Regions from separate parts of the Zea mays genome. Here region 2 is linked to region 1. A link is a contact called in public Hi-C data. All regions are on one chromosome and are shown on one strand. Each heading gives the region's core, a stretch centred on a gene start, on an enhancer-like site or on the middle of the called end of the contact. The rest is flanking DNA. Distances are from core to core; before and after follow the strand shown.

The links. Hi-C and Micro-C count contacts between places; a contact is called where the count stands out from the background.
Region 2: a contact with region 1 is called in a Hi-C map of ear, with 2.9 times the contacts expected there. The contact joins the promoter of LOC100283106 here to the promoter of LOC103651028 in region 1. A contact is called at or near these places in 6 of 25 Hi-C or Micro-C datasets (bundle sheath, ear, endosperm and 2 more).

What each region holds. Positions count from the first base shown.
Region 1 is chr3:186,199,143-186,204,909 of Zm-B73-REFERENCE-NAM-5.0, forward strand. LOC103651028 (heat shock 70 kDa protein-like) reads right to left here and starts at 3,494. Exons shown (of 2, transcript XM_008676621.2): 1 at 2,972-3,494; 2 at 1-1,731. The coding sequence starts at 3,182.
Region 2 is chr3:186,542,406-186,548,172 of Zm-B73-REFERENCE-NAM-5.0, forward strand. It overlaps LOC100283106 (ubiquitin-conjugating enzyme E2 7), which reads left to right and starts at 2,318. Exons shown (of 6, transcript NM_001156008.1): 1 at 2,318-2,509; 2 at 2,621-2,723; 3 at 4,812-4,909; 4 at 5,000-5,100; 5 at 5,690-5,767. The coding sequence starts at 2,458.

The sequences.
Region 1 (5,767 bases), core at 2,244-4,743:
CGACCTCTTCGATCTTGGGACCAGCACCGCTCCCACCAGACGGGGCATCCTCGTCCATGCCAGCCGCATCGCCCATGCCCGCGCCAGCGCCTTGGTACATCTTGGCGATGATGGGGTTGCAGATGCCCTCGAGCTCCTTCATCTTGTCTTCGAACTCGTCCACCTCAGCTAGCTGGTTGCTGTCCAGCCAGCTGGTGGCGCTATCGACGGCGTCCTCGATCTTTTTCTTGTCATCTGCCGAGAGCTTGGAGGCGATCTTGTCATCCTTGATGGTGTTCCTCATGTTATAGGCATAGTTCTCGAGCGTGTTCTTAGCGTCCACCTTCTTCTTGACCTCCTCGTCCTCGGCCTTGTACTTCTCAGCCTCCTGCACCATCTTCTCAATCTCCTCCTTGCTAAGCCGGCCCTTGTCGTTAGTGATCGTGATCTTGTTCTTCTGGCCGGTGGTCTTGTCCTCAGCAGAGACGTTGAGGATGCCATTGGCGTCGATGTCGAAGGTGACGGTGATCTGGGGCACGCCGCGGGGAGCAGGAGGGATGCCCGAGAGCTCGAACTTGCCGAGGAGGTTGTTGTCCTTGGTCCTCGCGCGCTCACCCTCGTACACCTGTATCAGGACGCCCGGCTGATTGTCGGAGTACGTCGAGAAGACCTGCTCCTTCTTGGTCGGGATTGTGGTGTTCCTCGGGATAAGCACCGTCATGACGCCACCTGCAGTCTCCAGGCCGAGAGACAGTGGCGTGACGTCGAGTAGGAGCAGGTCCTGCACCTTCTCGTTGCCCTCGCCACTGAGGATGGCGGCCTGTACAGCCGCGCCGTACGCCACAGCCTCGTCGGGGTTGATGCTCTTGCAGAGTTCTTTGCCGTTGAAGAAATCCTGCAGCAGCTGCTGCACCTTGGGAATGCGGGTGGAGCCACCGACGAGCACGACGTCGTGCACGCTGCTCTTGTCCATCTTGGCGTCGCGCAGGCACTTCTCCACAGGTTCCATGCACTTGCGGAACAAGTCCATGTTGAGCTCCTCAAAGCGAGCCCTGGTGATTGTAGAGTAGAAGTCGATGCCCTCGAACAAGGAGTCGATCTCAATGGTCGTCTGGGCGGTCGATGACAGCGTGCGCTTGGCGCGCTCGCACGCCGTGCGCAGCCGGCGCAGTGCACGAGGGTTGCCGCTGATGTCCTTCTTATGCTTGCGCTTGAACTCTTGGACGAAGTGGTTCACCATGCGATTGTCGAAATCCTCGCCTCCAAGGTGAGTGTCACCCGCAGTGGCCTTCACCTCGAAGATGCCCTCCTCGATGGTGAGGAGCGACACGTCAAACGTGCCACCACCAAGGTCGAAGATGAGCACGTTCTTCTCGCCAGAGCTGCTCGCCTTCTTGTCAAGACCGTAGGCAATAGCAGCAGCAGTGGGCTCGTTGATGATACGCATCACATTGAGGCCCGCAATGACACCGGCGTCCTTGGTGGCTTGCCTCTGCGAGTCGTTGAAGTAGGCCGGCACTGTCACCACTGCATTCTTGATAGTAGAGCCGAGGTAGGCTTCAGCAATCTCCTTCATCTTGATGAGCACCATGGAGGAGATCTCTTCAGCAGCGAACTGCTTCTCCTCACCCTTGTAGGAGACTACAATCATAGGCTTGTCACCAGGGCCAGGGATGACCTTGAACGGCCATAGCTTCATGTCACTCTGCACTGACGGGTCAGAGAACCTCCTGCCGATCAACCGCTTGGCATCTGCAGTACAATGAAATGAACAAAGATGTGTGAGTAACAGCGGTCAGCACTAGGTAGAAGGCATAGAGCAAGATACTTATTGTGGGCATTATAGCAAAAAATAGGGGGAGCTACAATATGTAAAAACAAGCACGTATCAATAAACCCAATTTTCCTGTTTATGTTTATCGGTGAGCCCGGATATTTTTTCTTTGTCAGCCGAAATTTTCAAATTTTTTGAATTGGCACTGTCAAATGTTTAAATTAGAAGTCAGTTGGTCTATATGTCTTCTTATGCTCTCCTAGTATACTAAAACCCTAAATTTTTTCTCTATACTTAATTGGTTGTGTCTAAATATAATCTAGATGATATTTAAACAAACTGAGTCATTTTCTTTAAATTTAAATTTGTAACGAAAAAATTTGCCACCAATAGGTCTGATAATCCTGTTTATCGCCAACCTCCCATACAATATTGATAAAATGAACCCTGATGCCAATACGTTATCAGTTGGCACATACTAAAAGAAGGCAAGCAGAGCAAAAAGGAAACTCTTTCTTCTTTATTTTATCACAAAAAATGAGCAGGGCAATGCATCAAAATACTATCAGATACTTATTATCACAACAAATGAGCAGCGCAATGCATCAAATGCTGTCAGTTATATTTCTTCGGACAACAAGAATTTACAACAAGGGCACACTTAGTTTTGCAACAGCCAACGAGCAGAGATAACCATCAAAATCATGTCAGTTATTAGATGTATTTATTCAGACAGTAACAATTTAATAGCAAACAAACACGAAGGAGAAATTAGGAGTATCTAATTTTGACACATAGTAAGCTACGCAGACTAACCAACTATACTATCCACCTATAGTATGCATCCCTATCGCGAATTTAACAGCAAACTTCTGAATAAGCGTCCTATAACAACAACAGGAGCATAAGTACCACTAAGACCAAATTATATTTACCAACAAGACCAAATTACACGCTGCTCATATTTTTTGAGTAGATTCCATCTTTGAGTACATGTTCCTTTGTCTGTTACTACAGAGCACGGTAATTATTCAGCATATAGAGAGCACGATTTCAGAATTTAAACTGTACATCCATTGATCCAACTTAAGCACTCGCGCATACTAGAGGCTCTAAGCATTGAGAGAAACATGGCAGTTCGCGCATACTAGAGGCTCTAAGCATTGAGAGAAACATGGCAGTGGCACCAGCAAGTCAGAGCTAGGAGTGAGCACGTACCGAAGACGGTGTTGGTGGGGTTCATGGCCACCTGGTTCTTGGCGGCGTCGCCGATGAGCCGCTCGGTGTCGGTGAAGGCGACATAGGACGGCGTGGTGCGGTTGCCCTGGTCGTTGGCGATGATCTCCACCCGGTCGTGCTGCCACACGCCGACGCACGAGTAGGTGGTGCCGAGATCGATCCCGATCGCCGGACCCTCGCCCTTCGCCATTGCCACCAGCTAGAGAATCGCTCTCCCGAACGAAAGAAGGAATCTAAAAGAAGTAGCAGAGCAACTCGAGATCTAGAGAAATGGAGGGAAATTGGATTGCGTGCTTTGCTTTTGCAATGATAGTTGAAGTTGAGGAAGGGAGGAGGCAGCGCGTGGGTTTTTATCGTGGTGTGGACGTGGTTTCGGGAACGTTCGAGCGCGGCGGAGACCTACCGTTGAATTCAGATCGGAGGGGCGTTCCGGAAGGGTCTGGATGGTGCGGTTCGGGAGACAGGCTAATAGCGGCGTGACAAGTGGGAACACGTTGGCCCCGGCTGGGGCGCCTCGGCGCGGACACCTGGGGCTGGGTAGAGATGTCCAAACGGGCCGCCTGGCCCGGTCCGCCAGGCACGATTAAAAAACCGGGCCGGGCCGGCTAAGCACGCGGGCTCAATTTCTTGTCTGAGCCCGGCCCGAACGGGCCTAAACGTGCCGGGTCGGCCCGTTTAGCACGAAAAAAGCGGGCCGAAAAGCGGGCTATGCGGGCCGAAAAACACGTTTTAGTGTAAAAAAAGCGGGCTTAACGGGCTTAGAGCTAAACGGGCCGTGCCGGGCTAGCCCACCGTGCCTAATTTCCTATCCGAGCCCGGCCCGCTTATTCGTGTCGGGCCGGCCCGGGCCCACATATAACCGGGCTGTGCCGGGCTCGCGGGCCTCGTGCTTATTGGACATCTATAGGCCTGGGAGCCGCTCCGGGCTTTGCCTCTTTGGGCGCGTGATAGAATTCCTGGTGGCTTCCAGGCTTCCACTGTGTTCTACTGTTCTAGGCGATGGCTCGACGCCAGAAAATTTATGACATAGTTTAAAATAAATTAGGCTTCCACAGTTAGACCTTGTTCGGTTATTCCCAATACACATGAATTGGATGAGATTGCAAAATTTTTTTAAGAAGTTTGACTTGTTTGGGATTAAAATCCATCCAATCTCACTTAATCCACATGGATTGAGAGCTAACGAACAAGCTCTTAGGCTTCCAGGCTTCCACAGTCAGACTTCCACTGTGGTCGAGATCTGGCGCCGATGGCGGAGAACGCCAGAAAATTTAGGTGTTATTAACGCAACAAAGACTAAAAATTTATGACATAGTTTAAAATAACTTGTAGCTATAAAATAAGTAATAGATGTTGAAAAATATCTTATTTAATAGTAATCTTGGTTACAATCTATTTACAACCAAATGCCATATAACGAATAAAATATGGGAAAAAAAGAAAAAAATGAGTTATCAATGGCAAATTGAAGTAAAAATTGTTGAACAAGTGAAATAAGAATATACCTTTAGTTGAGTCTAGTTGTAGGAGATCTGGACAATTGCATTTGTCTAGTTTTTTTTATTTTGAAATGTCTTCTTGATTTTCTGAAGGTCGAGTCATTTAAAAATTTCTCTTTCAATGTAGCACACCATCAAGTCATTTAACCAACCATCGGACATCTTGTTGCGCAACTTAGTCTTAATAATCTTCATAGCCGAGGAGACCCTTTCCACTGTTGCAGTCGCCACCGGTAGCAACAATGCTAACTCAATAAGTCGATATACCAGTGAAAACACAATATGCCTCTCAAGCTGAACCGTTGTCTTTGATAGACTAGCAAGATCACAACAAGTTTTGAACTCTTCAATTCTTTGTACATGAATAATAAAAGTTTTTAGCTAATCTCTTATAGTCTTGCAATCATCAAAAGAAAAATCATCATAATAAATATCCGCGAGCCGAGCAAGCTTATCCACATTAAACTTAGAGAACGAATCTCTTGGGTCAAGACAAGAAAAACACACAAGCAACTCTTGAGATAGCTCATTAAAGCGATGATCAAACTCTGTGGTGATAGAAGCGATGCTATTGCTAGGTGGCAGAGAGGCAACACAAGATGCAGTTCGAGGAAATGACTGAGAAGAAGAAATGAGCAATTGTTTTTGAACCGACCGATAAAGAAACTATGTTTTAGGGGACGCCGCTGAATCTGGCACTCATATCACTGATATCGGGGACCGAATTTAGGGAGACATTGCTAGAGATGATAAAAATATAGATGCTAGAATCTTTTAAAGTATGTTATAATGGACAGAGAATATTATTTTAAAGGATAAAATTTAGGCGACATTGTTATAGACAGTTGTAGAGAGTGTTTGAATCATTAGAGCTAACAGTTAGTTGGTTAAAAAGTTACTAGTGGAATTAGATAACTAACTATTTATTAATTTGCTAAAAGTAGCTAATAGCTAAAATATTAATTATATTGTTTACATGTTTTCAGCTAATTTTAGCAGCTAACTATTAACTCTAGTCAATTCACACACCCTTAGAACTTAACATAACTTTAAATTGCAAATATGGTACATACGAAATACTGAAAACCTGGTACATTTGAACATGACAAGTCCTTTATTGGCCTTTTAGACGATGTTCCAACATTCTAGCATTTGATAGGGTCTGGTTACATATAAGGAGGAGTTTATTGGCTATCATAAAAGGGTGAGGAGTTCCATTGTCTCCAAATGACTCCTCTTCCATACTACCTGAATTTCCTAGCTGTCATCCGCACGG
Region 2 (5,767 bases), core at 1,068-3,567, 340 kb after region 1:
CGTCGCTTTAGCCGTCGCTTCAAGTTCTTATCTCCGGGTTTGTTTTCACCGTTGTATTACATCTTCCTGTAATGCGAACTAACTTACCATTTGTTTCTGTAAAACACACGTTAGTCACATATAGTATTACGTTGTCATTAATCAATAAAACCAACCAGAGGTCTAGATGCTTTCAAACTTATAAAAAAGATAGATCAAAATATGGAGTGGTAGCTAAAGTCAGACATCAATAAAAACAAGATGCGCTCCATACAAATTTTGATACTTCATAGCAATTCTTACTAACGTTTAAAAACCAATAAATAACCTTTCCTTTTACTATTAGCGTGACAAATCTTTGCTGCTCCATCCAATTCAACAACTTCAAACACCATGGAGTCCATTGTGCCAATGTGGTGTCAGAAATGACCTAATGCATGCAAGAACCAAGAACATGAGGGACGACCACCATGTGGTAGTGCCCACATGGATCTCCAAATCCTAACACATATTTTGTAGGATCCATGAGCCATCATCAGAAGAACACAAACCACGTGCAGACAATAAATAAAGTATTAACACACCCAAATTATGTTCAGTCCTTAGCATAACAAAAAAACTAACACCCAAAACAACAAAGAAACAACATAATAATTTTTGCAATGATAGAAGGATGGGTGATAGGTACATAGTAGTGGTAGAAGCATACCGAGTCGACACCATGATAAGAAAAATGCCATGTAGATAGGCGATGCCGAGCCATCGAACGAGTACCATAGGCATCAAATCAGCCCCCCATCGAGCAGGAAGGGAAGGGAAGATGCGAGCATACCTATTCGTTGCCGGAGAAGAACACGACGAAGAACTAGGCATCTGGAGGCGACATATGTAGTATACCGCTAGATACATATAGGGAGAGAGCACACAAGCGGAGAAAGAAGCCCATCCGGAGCAGCTCGAAACCGAGAGGCTCCCGCACCAGGCGTCAGTCCGAGAAGGGCGAGAGGATGCGAGTGCCTTCCCAGCCCTAAAACCGCCGAGGCAACACAACAACACCACCAACTCCGTAGCATATGTCGACTGCTGCTGCGCTACGGGTTTTGGTTGTCCAATATCTCAGACCTGGACTCCTCACCGCTAAGATAACCTAAGCGTGGTAGGCGCCACCGTGTCCTCCTTGGCGGCATGTATGGGAAAAAAGGCTAGGAGCAAGATCGACTCGCCTGTACCCGCGTCGATAAGCGTCGGTTGGCTCGTGGCTGCGACCGTGGGCGGGGGCAGCAGGTTGGTGAGGAAGAACAGGGCGAGGACCGAGAAAACGAACGGGACGTCCGACGACAGCGAAAACGATGGTACACACATGCTGTGAAACGTCCTCGTGGACGTGTAATAGCCACTGCGAAGGTCGGTGTCGGGGCTGATGTAGGACGAATATGGGGAGGAGGCGCCTGCTCTCACGCCCTCTGCCGAGAATGAAGTGGCGCGGAGGCGGATACATGAGGGGAGAGAGAAAATAAATAGAATGTCGGACGAGATGGCGACAACTGAGATGAATATCATTATTATCGTGCGGAGGTATAGATGGACGAATGGGTCGTGTCTGGCGGGCCGGCCTGGGGCACGACCTATTTAATAGTGTCTGGGCCAGCCCGACATGAGCGACGTAACGTGCTTGGGCCGTTGCCTCGACTCGTAGTGCTGGCCCGGCCCGACACGATTATATATTTTTATTTTACAAAAAATCGTATATACATATGTATAATTTATATTTAATATTAAAAACATCTTAGCATAATGTTCTACTAGTTAGATGGCTTCACCTAGTGTCTTCCCTTCTCCCATCACGACGTGGATTTAAACCTCACCTCTTGGATCATTTTTATATTTTACGCCGATTTAACCAAACGGACCGACGAACTAACGGGCCGGCTCGACACGGTCAACAGACCGATGTACTGGAGCTGCGGCTCGCGTGCGTCGGGCCTAGCGGGCCTATGGCGGGCCGCCTGTTTACTATGCGGAGGTGTAGTTTGGAACGTGGATGTTGGTTACACGGAGAGGACAGACTTGTAGCGGGTTAATTTAAAATAGATGTGAGAGATTATTTATAAATAGTTGAAGAAAAATGACGGTTGAAACTGATACTTTATTATAGCAGGGATAGAGATATAGATACCGAAAATGAAAACAATGTATGTAGATAAACTTTGGTTAATATGCTCAAATCGATCTTATCATTCGGGAGCGGTGCATTAGCAGGCAAAGGCACCCTACCAGAGTACCAGTCAACAGCCACCGTTTCGATCTTCGCCACACCGCTCGGCGCTCGCCTCCGCCTGATTCCCATCTTTCCCGAGCTCCACACCTCACGTCTATAAATAAGGCGCCCGCGGTGCCCATCAATTCGCGTCACCGCGTCCCGAGAGCGCGATTCATTCCGCGCGACGCAAAACCCTAGCCCATCCACCGATCCTTGTCATGGCGGCCACCACCAGCCAGGCGAGCCTCCTCCTGCAGAAGCAGCTCAGAGGTGCGGCCCGCCGGAGTTCCCGTGCATCTGTTTCCGCTCGATTTTTTTCCTTTTTGCGGATTATTTGGCTGACTGACTTTGGGTTGGTTTGTGGTATGGTGATTGACGCAGATCTCGCCAAGCACCCGGTGGATGGGTTCTCGGCTGGGCTGGTCGACGATAGTAACGTATTCGAGTGGCAGGTCACCATCATCGGCCCGCCCGATACCCTATAGTGAGTTGGATCCCACCACTTCACGCGTTCTTCCGTGCCTTGTCGAAATGAATTGCTTGTTTGTTGTGTCTGTGCCATGTCCTATGGACTATGATGGTGTTTGTGTGTTATTGTGGACCGAAAGCAGCGTTTGAAAATCTTACTATACGGGATTGATTTCTAGTGGAGGCTAGTGCGGGGCGGAATTTTCTTTGCTTGTTGATTCTTGATTGTTGTAGCGGGTAGGTACTCCTAGTAGTATATCAACTTGGCAACACGTCAGGTGCCTAGTTCCATCGAGTTTGTTTGGTTCTAGGTGCGTTGGCTGCTCTGTTAATCCGCTAATAGTGCTGTTTTTAGGAATATGTTCATAACTATATCAATGTTTAGAATCGGGATCTTCAAGTGCTTATCAGGGCCTAGGGAATTGTTAATCTGAGTTCAGCGATTAACTGTGTATACTGTGAATGGGATTTATATTGAAAGATTGGGTAAGATAGGCACCATAGGTATGCTGCTGGTGACTGTCTCAAATCTCGTAGTTGTTTAGAATAGGTTCTGCATCATCATGTTATGAAATGAGACTGTATGTATGTTTTGGAGTTTGTAGCAGATAGTTGCGACAATTTCTCGTTTCTATAATGTAATATAGAAAGAATTTGTGCTACTTGGCCCAAGTAGAGTCACCTTAATTTTGTCAACCTGATTGGTGCATGGGCAGAATTTTAATAGCAGACACTGCCTTTCTCGGCAGGTTTGGAATTTGATTGTAGGTAGAGATGAAATACATGCATCCTAATGCCCATGTGAATTCTTGTACTGCTTATTACTGAAATACATTGTGAATTAGAATGGTCACTGTATGCTGTAATTATGCATTCTAATTTTTTTTGGAGTACGCATACCCCAACTTGCTTGGGACTAAAAGGCTATGTTGATGATGATGATACGAAAACAACATTGGGGGTCACTGATAATCTGATACTGATAAATTTGAAAGAACACTAGTTCGGGTACATGAGTTCACTGTATATGATTTGTAAATGCCCGCTGTGTTTGATAACTGTTATCTTATTCATAAAGATGGGTTGGTTTGTATTGAGAGAGCATGTAGCAGTGTAGCACACTAGGAACTCAGGAAGTCACTTGAATAGCCTGCCACTAGCTGAAGTGTGGCAAGTAGCAAAGCAGCTTGGGTTTTTTTATGGTAAATTTAACTACATAATCACAAGTAGTGTGCCTCTTTCATTTTTTATGTCAGTTTTTTCTCTGGGTATTGCATATTTACAATTGGTTACATAAAATTGAACATTTCTGATGTTGACATGCTAGTTCAATTTGGTTACGTTTAGTTCTTGTTGACAGAAAAGTCAGGTTTAAAAGGTACCATGATTATTATAAATGCCTCTTAGTACAACCTAGAGGCATGAAAAGTTGGCCCAACACCAAATAAACATTAATGTTAGACTGGAATTATTATTGTAAAGCATGTTAGCTTCAATAAATCTTGATAAAGTGATATGATGATTGACTTGTATTATCATTAGATTTATAATAATGCATTCTTCCTTTTTTACTCGCTGGCTACACGCAAGCTGCAGAGTCTCTTACAGCACGATTCTCTATTTGAACTAAAGGGCTAGTGAGTGGACCTGTTAGTTATTTGTTTTGGTTGTTTGAACTGCTGTAATGTTTGTGTTCACTGTGTGTTTCAGAAAACAGAGTATGCAAGGAAAATTGAAATGGAACCTAAAAAATACCCCAAGGAGTTTGGTTGTGTGTGATCAATGTAATTAAACTTTAATGCATTCATTGATATTTTATTGGCTTCAAAAGAAATGTTTACCAGTGCCAGTCTTGTCAATGGCCTGGCTACTCCAGGGGATCACATATCAATCTGAAATTAAAATGCATCTGAGTTCTGAATGAAAAAAAATCAGCTAACACTGTCTGAACTACTAACAGACCTTAAACATAATACTGTTGATTTGTTGTCTTTGTTACTCTGTATTTGTTTTGGAGCATTGCATTCAAGATATCATGTAAATGATAATTTATTTATCTTCTGAGCAACACACTAAATCACTAATATTAACCTTTACTTTGCAGTGATGGAGGGTACTTCAATGCAATAATGAGCTTCCCAGAAAATTACCCAAACAGCCCGCCATCAGTCAGATTTACCTCTGAAATGTGGCATCCAAATGGTAAGATTTTTATTAGTGAAAGTTGTATTTATTTAGTTTATCCGCTGTTATGTTTTCTGACATCATGCATATTATTTGGGGAAATGCCAGTTTATTCAGATGGGCTGGTGTGTATCTCTATTCTTCATCCACCTGGTGAAGATCCAAGTGGTTATGAGCTCGCAAGTGAGCGTTGGACACCTGTGCATACAGTATGGCTTTGATAGACTATATTTATATACCTTTCTTTTCCATTATTATCTTATGTTCTCTACTGTGAAGCTCCTGTTGTATTACCAAAATTTACTGGGATACATTATCAAAACAACATCCAGAAGTTCACTGGTAGATATGTAATCATGAATGTGGTTAATTGCCAGTGAATGGCATTGAAATATTGTCATATAGCTAGGGTGTAATGGATCACGATTCAAATGTTTCTTCACAAATTGTTAGGACCCTTAATTCATTTTAGTTCAAAAATGAATAGGAATAGAGCTCGATCCTAATCCGATCCGATCCTTAAATTTTGTAGTTTAAAATTTAGAGCCCATTACCACCCCTACGTATAGCCTCATGCCCTCATACAATGCTTCCCCCACAATTAAGCAATTAGTAAGGTAGAACAGTGAATTCTTTATTTTTGGATTCATCATCAGGTCTTGAAGAGTTTGTTATATTTGCCTAGTTTCCACTAGATAGATACAGAATGCTTTGTTTTGGTCAGGTACTTCTTTCATGTGTGAGTACTTTTGTATGCTATCACTAGTTGTTAAGTTGATTATTGTTATCCATTTGCAGGTTGAAAGCATAGTTCTGAGCATTATATCAATGCTCTCTAGTCCAAATGACGAGTCTGCAGCAAACATTGAGGCAGCT